Linked DNA regions of Urocitellus parryii: region 1 is linked to region 2. A link is a contact called in public Hi-C data. All regions are on one chromosome and are shown on one strand. The core of a region is the stretch at or near the end of the contact, and the rest is flanking DNA. Distances in the headings are between cores, read along the strand shown.

Region 1 (6,785 bases), core at 1,264-3,763, 390 kb before region 2:
TTAGTTCTTGAATATTCTGCAGTTGTTGCGGTTGTTGCTGTTCACCCCCATCCTTCCTGCACATTGCAGAGCCCTGAGTTGTTATCAAGACTGAACACGATGATGCAGACTAGCCTGTATCATAAACTATTGTCCTGGCTGACGGGGAGCCAAACCCAGGAAGTCTTAGGATGTGTTTGGAAAACAGGACTCAGTGATGAGTACCATCAATGACCAAGACTATAGCATTTAGAAAGAAACAAGGGAAAATCCTTAGTTTCTGTTTGAACAGATTAAAAACAAACTAACAAAAAAACAAAAAAAAAAAAAACAAAAAACAAAAGGCAGTGAAATACTCCAGTAGATAAAGTGTAAATTCCCAGAGGTATGGAACATGGACCAACACATAACCTAATACTAGAGGAGTATAGCATATAAGCCGGTACCAAGTGCATACCCAGTTTGGATCTTGGATGTCCTTCTAATAAAGGCTTGGCTACCAGCCAACCACTGGGAGGTGGTAAAACCTTCTGGAGGTGTTCATGGAAGGAAGTAAGGTCACTGGGGCATGTCCTTGAAGAAGATGTTGGGACCCTGGTTTTCTCTTTCTCTCTCTTCCTCTCCTTCCAGCTACCATGAGGTGAGCAACTTTGTTCCGCCACACACTCTACACCATGGAGTAATGCCTTGCCACAGGCCCAAAAGCAACAGACAACCAAAAGCCAAAATAAATGCTTACTCTTTGTAAGTTGATTATTTCAGGTGTTTTGTCACCATGATGGAACGCTGACTAACAGTAACAAAAGACCTATGTGGGTTGGTAAGCCCGATCACAATGGACCTCACATGTTGGGCTTCCTAGTTAGGAGTTTATCAAGAAGATAGGAGTGGAATCAGATATATACTAAAAATTAATTCCTTTCTACCACGTGAGGACACAGCTAGATAAGATCAATTTTGCACCCAACAGAAGGAGCCTTAGCAGCCTTACCAGACACCAAATCTCTTGGTATTTTTAGCTTGGACTTCCCATCCTCTACAATGTAAGACATAAAATCATGTATTTGATCACTCTGGTTTGGAAGACTGTCTAAAAAAATAGCAGATTAAACCTACATATATGTATCCTGTTTGCCACAAAACTCCCATTAAAATAAGAAGAAATAGAAATCCAGGACTTTTCAGCCATTTGTAGAATCTACAAGGTGAATCAGATCAGACTTATACTGCCAATTCTTATATAAAGTCAGTAAGTTATAAAAGCACTACTAAACAGTGACTTATGAAGGGGGGCATAAACACCTTTGGAAAATCCAGTGTAATCTACATTTTCTCTGAAAAACTAACACACAATTTTGAGTATACCAAATATCATCTGGGATAATACCCTTGATATCTAGGCACAATTGGCTTGAAACCTATGATAATTCCAGAGTCAGTGAAAGTCCCAAACTCTTCTCATGGTTTTTACATGAAATGTGGCAGACATCATACAGCGTAGCCAGTTGCTGTCCATACTTGCCCTTAACAAATTGACAGATTAAGTAAGAAAGATAAAGCAAATCTCATTAAATTTAAAAATTGATGCTGGGTGTGGTGGCGCTCGCCTGTAATCCCAGCAGAAGGCTAAAGCAGCAGGATCATACGTTCAAAGAGGGCCTCAGTAACTTAGTGAAGTCCTAAACAACTTAGGGAGACCCTGTCTCAATACAAAAAGGGCAGGGGATGTGGCTCAGTGGTTAAGCGCCCCTGGGTTCAATCTCTGGTACAAAATAAATAAATAAATAAACTTGAGTACCAACCAAATAAGGTACTCACAAAAAGTACGGAGTGGTGTCAGATCCTACGGATACAGTAGTATAAGCAAAGTAAATATGGTCTCTACCTCTCAGAGTGAGAGTCCTTAAAGAATGATCAGTGCTGCAGGTGGAGCCTTGAGCAGAGGGTGTAGTTCAACGGTGCAGCGCTTGTCTAGTAGCTTGCAAATTTAATCTGCACCGCACACAAAGCTTTAGAGAATGCAGCCATAAGGTTGCCCACTCTGCAAGCCCAAAATTTCCTCAAAGAAGCAATTTTAACCTAGATTCGTTAGGACAAAAGAGTTAGCTAGGTGGTTGGAGGAAGAGAGTGACAGGAGTTGTGAAGGACGGACAGGACAAATGTCTGCAGAGTAGGCCATTCAATCAAATGTTTCTATTAGTTACCACCTTGCAGACTTATTTCTGGCCGACCGTCACCCCTGCCACACTTGGCCCACGTCGGTCGCCCTATAAATGCACGCTGAAACTGAAACTATTTGGTGAACCCCTTCGAAACCCCCTCCCGGCTCCTGCACTTCCTCACTCAGGACCACCTTGGGGTAAGGTATATCGACTGTATGCATGCGAAATTTTCGCCACGACACTGGAAGATTACGGTTTCGACGCTAACGCAAGGGGAGCAATACTCCTCACTTCGCGCCGCTTAGCAACCACCAACTTCCCCTCTGCGCGGCCGACTGGGGGATCCTCTTCCGGGGCAGAGGTCGCCCCGCCCTTCCCCGCGTCTCCTCCAAGATGGCGAGCGGCGGCAGCGGGGGGGTTTCAGTGCCTGCGCTGTGGAGTGAAGTGAACCGTTACGGCCAGAACGGCGACTTCACGCGCGCTCTCAAGACCGTCAACAAGAGTAAGTGTGGGGCGGAGGCTGGGGCGGGCCTGAGCCGGCGGGAGGATGCCACCTGTTTCCGGCGCGCGCGACCACCTCCGGGTAGACGCGCGCAGCGGGAGACCCTAGCGTTCTCCTGACACTGACCCAGCGCCTGGAGGGTGCGGATCGCAGCCTCTCGGCGCCAACCGGGCAACTGGGGGGTCCTCGGTTGCTTAGAGCCACGTGTACTTCTCTCTACCCACCCCGCGGGACGCAGGAGAGGGATTTAAAGAGACCGCGGGTCCTGGAGCCTCTTTCGAACTGTTTTCTTATTGAGTCCTCTGTTGCCTTATTTCGAAAACACTTCACCTTTCCTTTGGCTTTTCCTCTTGAATTGAGGGATCAAGTGTTGTTCAGGGTGCTTGATCTCTTGGGCCTGGGCGGAGGAAGGAAGCTGCTTGGGACACGTAATTGACATGCTGGCGCTGACAAGGTGGAAGCTGTACGAATTCAACCTGAGAAGGGCTGGTCTTCAGGTCAGGCCCGTCATTCCCACATAGAATCTCACCAATGCCATTTAACCAGAAAATGGGTATGCGAAAGTACCAACGTTTGAAATAATGTCGGAAGAAAAGTTTGGCCTGTTCCCACCCCCACCTCCCTACCCCCACTTAAGCGATCACTGCAAATTTTTACAGCCTTCATTGTGAGCGACTCATTAAATTTTATTCTTTACTACATAACTACAGTATAGTATTGAAAGTATATTTTAATGTTTTCAGTCTTCTCTACTGAAGGTGCACCCTGTATATGTTAGATTTGGAAATGTAGTTACTAAAACAGTTTAGCTTTGTAGAGCAGTAGTAACATAAAAGGTGTGGTAGTATCATACAAGGCTGTAAAAATAATTTACCACAACCTATTGCTGAGTTGGTGTGAAAAGTAGTGATGAGTGCTCACAGTGCACTTTTGGTGATTTCCGACATTGGGAAAAATATCTACTGATATTTTTTTTTTTATTTGATTCCTAAACTTAACCTTTGGCTAGGTTCACAACTAACACTCTACACTTAATGGCAGGGTAGTAAGTTATTCTGCAAAAATTATTTCATCAGCAAAGGCTGACAGTTTGTTTGGAGGAATATATTAACTGCTAGAAATTCCTTGGATCTTAGATTGAAAATTGAACTCCTAGTTGCCCAGGAATGACAGGCAATTATGAGAGTAAACGCTGTGGCATTGAAACTAGGTCACCTGAGTCCTTTTTTCTACTTCTTTTTAGTCACCTTAGTAAATAAGGGGAATCTTGAATGGTTTGGGGGAACATTGCCAACAAGGTAAATTTGTGTTCTTATGGTACTTTATAACTTGTAAGATTTTTCCAAACTATTCTCATTTTGTTGGTTTTTGTTTATTTGTTTGTTTGTATTGGGGATTGGACCCAGGGGTTCTTTACCACTGAACTGCATCTCCAGCTTTATTTATTTATTTATTTATTTGGTACCAGGGATTGAACTCAGGGGCACTCAACCACTGAGTCACATTCCCAGGCCTATTTTGTATTTTGTTTAGAGACAGGGTCTCACCTTGCCATTGGTGAGGGTAGCTTTGAACTCACAATCTCCTGCCTCAGCCTCTTATTTTTTTATTTTGAGATAGGGTCTTCCTAAGTTGTTGAGACTGGCCTCAAACTTGCCATTCTTCTGCCTCAGCCTCCAAAGTCACTGGAGTTACAGGCATGAGCATCACACCTGGCTCATTTCATGTTCTTGATAACCTTGTAATATAAGTTATGTTCTCATGCTCATTCTGTATATCAGAAAAACCGATTTGGTTATTAAATTATTTTCCCAAGACTTTAAGACATCTAGGGATGCTGGTACGGTGACTCATGCTCCTAATGCCAGCAGCTCAGGAGGCTGAGGCAGGAGGATCAAAAAGTTCAAAACCAGCCCCAACTTAGCCAGGCCCTGAGCAACTTAGTGAGACCATATATCAAAATAAAAAATAAACACTGGGGATGTGGCTTAGTGGTTAATGGCCCCTGGGTTCAATCTCTGGTACCAAAAAAAAAAAAAAAACCTTGGGGCGAGCTTGCACTATACCTAATTCTACATGAAATTATTCTTTCCCTGTGAAGTAATGAAATATATAGGATGCAGCATGGGTCCCAAGACGAAGAAACTGTAGAAATAGCTTCCTTCTTGCTGCTTTATTTTACTGCACTTTTTTGGCACATGCCTCATGAATATCTTTCTCAATAATTAAGTCTGATTGATAACTTCTTCTCTTTCTTAAATTTTTTGTAGTTGTAGATGTACAGAGTGCCTTTATTTTATTTATTTATTTATATGTGGTGCTAAGGATCGAATCCAGTACCTTACACATGCTAGGCAAGTGCTCCGCCACTGAGCCTGCATCCCCAACCCTCCATAACTTCTTTTTTGTCATTTAAGTTACAGATGACAATCACTTTTTTTTTTTAACTGTTTTAACATCATTTCCATTACAATAAAATTGGAAATACCTCATCTTTGAGGCAGGGATCAGAAAACTTGGTAAAAGTGTGAAAAGGGAATGGATTTTTTTTTTTAACATACAGTATCTTTATTTACTTATATGTGATGCTGAGGATCGAACCCAGTGCCTCACACATGTGAGGCAGGTGCTCTACCACTGAGCTACAGCCCCAGCCCCAGCCCAAAGGGAATAGATTTAAAAATGACTTTCTGGCCAGGTGTGATGATGCACACCTATAGTTCCAGTGGCTCAGGAAGCTAAGGCAGGAGGATCACAAGTTCAAAGCCAGCCTCAACAGCTTATCAAGGGCCTAAACAACTTAGACCCTGTCTCATAATAAAAAGGTCTGGGGATGTTGCTCAGTGGTTAAGTACTCTAGGGTTTAATCCCTGGTTACACCCGCCTCCCCACCACCACCAATGACTTTCTTTAAATTGTCCTCCAGTACTTCAGATCAACAAGGATGATGTAACTGCTTTGCACTGTAAAGTGGTCTGCCTTATCCAGAATGGAAGTTTCAAAGAAGCCTTGAATGTCATCAATACTCACACCAAAGTGTTAGCCAAGTAAGTGGTGCAGTTAGTTGTATAGTTATTAAAAACGTTTGTATTAGAGCTTTAATCTCAATAAGAGGTAAATTGTACAAAGATGTGGAACATAAATAGGAACAAAAATTTAGAAGTTAAAAAAAAAAGAAAAAGGTACAGAAGACAAAACATGTAGGGTAAGCATGTTTAAGTGTAGAGTGGATAAGCATCAGAGCTGGTAGAGGTTGTTAGGATGGTGTGGCAGTCTTAGCCAGATCTCTGTGCCTAACTTCATTGAAAATTATTTAGTTAAGTATGTTTTTAGGTTAAGATCTTTTAGTATCGTAGTTCTTAATAGTTTTTAGACTATGTAGTAGGGGTGTTTTTTTTTTTTTTTTGGTTTCGTTTGTTGCTTTTTTTTTTTTAATATCTTTGTTTTATTTATTCATTTATTTATTTTACGTGGTGCTGAGGATCGAACCCAGTTCCTCATGCATGCAAGGCAAGCGCTCAACCACTGAGCAACAACCCCAGCCCCTGTTTTGGGTTTTTTGGGTAATCTTTTTCTTTTTTTCATTTATTGTTTTACAAAATGTTAATTTATATTATGAATCGTTACTGTAATTTGACTTTTCTTTACAGTCTTGCCTAGCCCTCAAAAGAAGTATGTATTGAAATTAAGTTGTAGCATATTTATTCATTAATGGGACAGTGGTTTCTGAGATACAGAACTGAATATAGTACACCTCCTTTTATAGGAGGAAGAGAATAAAAATTTATTTATACTTTTTTTGTATTTGTGAAAACAAATACTAGAAGGAGAAACAATAATAATAATCACTTGGAGGGGATAAGAAGGAATAGGTTCAATCTGTATAGCAGTAGAAGTAAAACCTCTTATGTATTGCAGATTAAAAACTAAATTTAACACTTTATTAAAAAGAGGGTGTGGGATATAGCTCAATTGGTAGAGTGCTTGCCTCACATGCACAAGGCCCTGGGTTTAATCAACACCACACACAGAATAAAAAAAAAAAAGAAAGAAAGAAAGAAAAATAAAAGGGGTACAGTTTTCTACTGTTAAACATGTTTATCCTAAATTCAGAATTTTGAATATTGGCAATTTTGTGAGAT
Region 2 (6,164 bases), core at 2,860-5,359:
AATTAAGCTAACTACAATCATAAATATAATCAAGGGCTGGGGATGTGGCTCAAGTGGTAGCGCGCTTGCCTGGCATGCATGCGGCCCTGGTTCGATCCTCAGCACCACATACCAACAACAAGGATGTTGTGTCCGCCGAGAACTAGAAAATAAATATTGAAAATTCTCTCTCTCTCTCTCTCCTCTCTCTCTTTAAAAATAAATAAATAAATAAATAAATAAATAAAATAAAGTAGATTGTCTTCAATTTTTTGTCTACCAAAAAAGTAGAGATTTGATGACATATAGATTTGCCTCCTAACTGCTTTATGAATGAATCAGAACTAAATCTAAAGTGGAAGTATAGCACCTTTCTTGCTTTTTACCAATTAAGACAGTACTTCTGCAATTGAAAGTAAATGTTTCTAAAAGAAACCAAAAACGTACGCAATTTTCTTTTGTAATTCCAGGGGTGTCATAAAACCAGTGGGCATCTTTCACATCTTGAGGAGTCAATTCTATCCGTTTGGTGGATTTCTCCACAACCATGACAGGTTCATTTCCCATGTCAAAGGCAAGTGAATCAACATCAAACTCAAAAGTATCTTCTTTCTTTTGTTCTTTTGAATATAAGAATGTTCTTCCAACTCTTCCTAAAATGAATGATATTGAGGTTATCAGTTGCTCCTTTAATGCTTTTGATTTCCAGACAATTTTTATGTTTTTCTCAAACAAGTCACTCAGACTAACTACAGGGTATGGAAGTAAGACTGCAATAATACTTGTGTGGGACTCCCCACAAAGGTAATGAGAGTCAGACTTTTAAAATGATAAAAGTGCAAGGCTAGCTGTGCACACTCAGGCAGATGGCATTGGAATTCAGTTTTCACTAAAGCCAGGCTGAAAAAGTTACCAAGGAGAGAAGGGTAACCTAATGTAAAGCTGCTGCACAGAATCAATGAGCATTACCACTTGTATTGGTGTGGGTTTCCAAATAGCAAAGCCCTTGCCTCTAAAGGGTCTGTTCCAGAAGAAGGAAGTAAGTCTCTACCTACAGAAACTGGCTAGCTTAAGACAGCTGTATTGTAGGTCTCAACAAAGAATTTTAACAGAGAATCAACAAGGGTTTTCCCAAATAGGGCACTTACCAACTACATAACCATGCTTTTTAAAGCGATTCAGTTGATTTTGTTCTTGTTCACTAAGATCTTCTTCAGCTTTATTTGCATCACTTTTAAGTCTTTTTTGTCTTTCAAACATTCTATAAGGAGTTGGGTTGCAAATAGGAAACTTCAGAAGGTTTAATGTGGTACCTGAAATAACAATAGTGTTTTCAGAAAAGGGATCAAGGGGAGGAAAATGAACATTTCTTAGGATCTACATTATGTTGGCTGTGATTCATCTCCCTCAATGACAATCCTCTATAAAATTATTGTCACTTTAAATGAGGAAATCATCTTAAAGATGGGCTCAAAGGCTAACCCAGATTTGAATCCAAAATCTGGAACCTGATTATTCCCATTTCCACACGGCTATCCAGTACAAAAACAATTCTGTGTATAAGTCAGATGAGATTTGGTACATTCAAAATGACATGGCTGTAGAGAGTTCTGAGTATATTTCAACTGAAAGTGCAAGATAGAGAACAGTGGGCCAGGAAAGGCATGGTGGCACATGCTTGTAATCACAACCTTGCGGAAGGCCAAGGCAGAAGGAAATTTCCTTCTTCTGGAAAAGAGACCCTTTAGAGACAAGGACTCTGCTACTTGCTAAAGCCAGCCTTAGCAACTTAGTGAGACCCAGTTTCAAAATAAAAAATAAAGGGCCAGGGATGTGGTTCAGTGGTAAAGCACCTTGGGTTCAATCTCTGGTATCAAAACAAAAAAGCAAAAAACAAAAACACAAAACAAAACAAAAAGCTCTAACCAAATGCAGTTAAACCCTGGTTTCAAGGGAACAAATGGGGAAGTTAGTTTTGTGAACTTAAATAATGAAGAGGGTCATAGAAGAAATCAGTTTCCCATCACAGAAGTTTCTTAAAGTCACAAAACAAAGCCAAACACCATATTGCATTAACGAATTATTCAGATGTTATGTATGTATGGTGTCAAGAATAAATTCAGGATGTGAACAGTAACACTGAGGGGTGGAGAGCGGTAAAAAAAAAAAAAAAAGGAAGCACAATTTTCAAGAAAAACATTCAAAGAAAATAAACTGGAAGGGAAATCTCCAAGACAGTGGGAACTTTGCTTTGTTTGTTCCCTGGTGTGTTTTCTGTTTGAAAACAACATATACTTAATTTCGACGCAGTAAGGTGATACAGAAGAGGGGTGTAACAAATGAGAGGATTTTTAAATGGAAGCCTCCATGCAGTCTAACTTGGTCGTTAAGCAAAGAAACAGTAGGTGCCTGTGCCACGACCAGATGTCCAATTTCTCAGCATGGGAGCCTCCTAAGCCTCACCTGGCCAAGGGGAGATGGTGGCCCTGTCGATGGCCTCGGTGCCCTTTGCGGTGCAGTAATCAGACTCCAGGAGTGTGTTAAAAAGAGTGGACTTGCCAGAGTTGGTGGCGCCCACCAGGTAGACATCGCCACGGTAACGCCAGGAGCGCTGAAGTGCGGAGATCAATTCTTCAATTCCATAGCCAGTCTTGGCGCTGATCAGCCTTACGTCCCTGACCACCGTGCGCGACCAGGCCGACGGATTCGAATTCTCCTCCGCGTCCCCTGGCTTGTCCTCGCTGGACTGCTGTGGTCCTCGGTGGCCAGGGGCCGGCAGGAGTCCGGCACGGATGCAGTCGTCCCACAGCCTGTTTCGGAGTCGCTGCCGGTAGCCGGGAGAATCCTGAGGGAGCAGGTCCACTTTGTTCCCCAGCACGATTAGCTGCTTGGCACCCACCAGCTTGGGCAAGTCGGACAGCAGGGCGTCGGGCAAGTCGAGCAGGTCTACCATGTACAACACCAGGGCTGGCCCAGGCCGCCGCAGCGCGGCGCTCACCAGTTCCAAGTACTGTTCGCGACTCACCTGCACGCGCAGGGCGCGCCGGTGGTGCACCAGCAGCCAGCAGCGCTGGCACACGAGCCGCACAGGTCCGCCGTCCGCCTGGGCCACGCTGGAGAACTTCTCGCTGGGGAGGTAGCCGGGCTTGCCGGGGTCCTGGCAGTGCAGCTCCGCCCCGCAGCCCGTGCAGTTCAGGCCGCTAGGAGGCACCGTCGGGTCCGGGAGTTCTACGATCGGGCGCGGGCGGCGGCTGGCCCGTACCTTCTGCTGGAGTCGTTCCTCCTTCCGCTGATCCTGTTGTCGTTCTTTCTCCTGCTGCAGCTGCAGCACCTTACGCAACTGCTCCTCCGGACTCGGTGCCCTCGGGGGCTTCGGGACATATTCCGGGAACACAAAATGCTCCTCCGTGTCAGTGGTTTCTTTGTAGTTCCCAGTGGCCGAGGGGCCACGAGGAAGCCCACGTCCCAGGAGGGATGGGTACTGGAAGAAGGCAGCTGCGCATCTCCTCTCCAGGATCGGATCCCGGAGGCCATGGCGCGTTCCGGCGGGCGACAATCCCTGCAAGAAGCGCCACAGCAGCCTATGCGCCAGGCTTATGGGCAGCATGGGGAAGGGCGCCACCAAGAGCCGGGCGGAGCCACGAGCGCAGGCGTGTCCCAGGGTTCCAGACCCGCGGGAAACCCGAGACCCAAGCCCGGGGGTACTTGGGAAATGTCCACCACGCGTAAAACCCCGTGAGTTCTCGCGATGAAACTCTGAGGCCTTAGAGCCCACTTAAAGTGAACAAGGTACCGTCAAGCACGACGTGCCACAAGTCGTCCTTAATAAATCACATTTTGTCTTTAGAAGTGCAGAAAATTGGCATAGAATGCTGCGGACTCACGTCCACAACCAAAACCTTTCATTAATACACTGATTGTTTTTCGGGTGTCATTGTTTGTGCAACTACAGTGAAAAACAAAACAGACCGAAAGCTTTGACCCGCAGCAACCAACTCTTGGCCTAAACGAGCTATCCTCTTAACACAATCTGCTCGCCAGCAACTCTCCTCGGCTAAACTTCACCCTACTGTCCGCGCAGGCGCAAATCTTACGTTGGCGTTTGCGGGCGGCCTTTGCTGCGGCACGCAGAGCATTCTGGGAATTCCGGAGACGGAAATTACTTCGCTTCTCGCTGCGGGTACAGGTGGCGGTTGTGCGCCTATCTTTGATTTCTCGAGTTAGGAGCTCCAAAGCCTTCTGCCAATATGTATGACGCAGACGAGGGTAGGTGAACACTCAAAACACATTTCGCGGCGACTCATTTAAGAAGGGAAACGGGGGTTACTGGGTGGAGGGAGTTTTGAGGCTCTCTCCCTCGTCCGCCGCAGGCAGCCCCTTGTCGTGTTCCCCACGCACCCCAGGCCCGGAACCAAGCTGGGCTTGCGGGAGGCGCAGGGTCAGGGAACGTGTGTTCATGTTTCCAGTCGGGTTTGTTCTGGTCCTTTCCACCGTCTCCTTCTGTCCAATCTGATATCACCTTTCATATTTGAACTTGAAGGATCTCCCCTCTGCCTTTCAGTTTTCCTAAAGGTCGCAGTCGATTTATTGAATAGCTGGATTTTTGAGCACCAGTCTTATGCCTCACATTGTATTAGGCTCTGGAAATACAGCGGGGACAAAGGATTTTGGAGGGGGAGGGTTGGTCTAGTTTGGCTTTCCTTCTTGTCTATTAGTCTTTAAGTAAATTGCTTTAAAAAATGGCCTTTAAATCTCCCACAGGATAACATAGTTCTCAGGTTATATGTATTCCGCTGAACAGGGCCAATTTATCTTTTTACTTTTCACATATGTTATTCTTAGTCATGCCTAATGTATTTTTTTTCTTCCTTTTGGTACCTGGGATGGGGTGTCCATGGTTTAGTCATTGAGCCAAGTCCCCAGCCGTTTTTTATTTTGAGGCAGGGTCTCATAAAGTTGTCTGGGGCCTCACTAACTTGCTGAGGCTGGCTTTGAACTTGAGGTCTTCCTGCCTCAGCCTCTTGTGTCACTGGGCTTCGTGGAGTGCACCACCACACCTGTCTTTGAATGTATTTTTAAAGTTCCCTCTCCCGTCTCCACTTCTATTATTTCAGATTTCTTTTTTTTTCTCTTTTCTCTTTTAAGCTCCCAATTCTCTGGCCGCCTCTCACATTTCTCATTCTCTTAGCCACCTCATAAAGAAAATAGAAGCAAAAACTTAAACTTTTAAAGTTGCTGAAACATCTCAGTCTCATTTATAGCTTTTGTCCAGAAATCTTATATTCTCTGCTTTTTAACTACTATCTCAGTGGAAGAAAAATTCAAGAGAAGTTTTTTTATAGCTTACTTTTTTGAGTGGATAATATATTCTCATCACTCACAAGCTGAGTGTTGAAAAGTATCAGGTCTCATTTTTGTTTTCCATCTGCCCAGTTTGAACCCTCTCCACAGGTGATACTGTTTTTAGATTTTTTTTTTTGGTACCAGGGATTGAACCCAGGGGCACTTAATTACTGAGCTACATCCCCAGCCCTTTTTTCATATTAGAGACAGGGTCTCACTGAGTTGCTTAGGGCCTTGCTAAGTTGCTGAGGCTGGGTTTGAACTCTCAATCCTCCTATTCTCAGCCTTTGGAGTGGCTGGGATTATAGGTGAATAGAATAGAATAATTATATGCTTGGCTTGTTCTGTTCTCAGATTCTTGACATTTATTTTATGGCCTAGGGATGTAGCTCAGTGGTAGAGCACTTACTTAGTGTGGATGAGGCCTTGGGTTCAATCCCAGTGCCATTAAAAAAAAAAAAAGTTTAACTTTTTTGTTTTTTTATGCATATTTAAGCAAATATAAATTGGGTTCTATTTTTCCCCTTTTTACAAACAAAAAAGTAACATTCACACTTTTCAGCACTTTGGTTTTTGTAATATGAGTAGGGGTTTTCCTATTACTACATAGAGAGTATTCTCATCACCCCAAAGCTATTGAGTGTGTATGGATGTACCATAACTTAAGTAGTCTCTTATTGAAGGATATTAATAATCAGTACTGTAGTGAATTATCTTGTACATAATCAGTTTTCTCAAATGTTTGTAGGATAGATTCCTAGATAATAGAATTGTCAGGTTGAATGATATGTGTGTTAAAAAAATTTTTAGATGGTGCCATGTGACCAATTTACATTACTAAT

Evidence for each region. A called contact is a pair of places that touch in the nucleus more often than the background predicts.
Region 1: a Hi-C map of muscle shows a contact between it and region 2, with 4 times the contacts expected there. The contact joins the promoter of Srp72 here to the promoter of Polr2b in region 2. A contact is called at or near these places in 2 of 2 Hi-C or Micro-C datasets (liver and muscle).

What each region holds. Positions count from the first base shown.
Region 1 is chr10:103,166,817-103,173,601 of mUroPar1.hap1, reverse strand. Srp72 (signal recognition particle 72) reads left to right here and starts at 2,513. Exons shown (of 19, transcript XM_026385674.2): 1 at 2,513-2,643; 2 at 5,570-5,690. The coding sequence starts at 2,535.
Region 2 is chr10:102,776,978-102,783,141 of mUroPar1.hap1, reverse strand. It overlaps Polr2b (RNA polymerase II subunit B), which reads left to right and starts at 4,109. Exons shown (of 25, transcript XM_026385882.2): 1 at 4,109-4,245. The coding sequence starts at 4,227. It overlaps Noa1 (nitric oxide associated 1), which reads right to left and starts at 3,665. Exons shown (of 6, transcript XM_026386754.2): 1 at 2,443-3,665; 2 at 1,128-1,292; 3 at 427-632. The coding sequence starts at 3,586.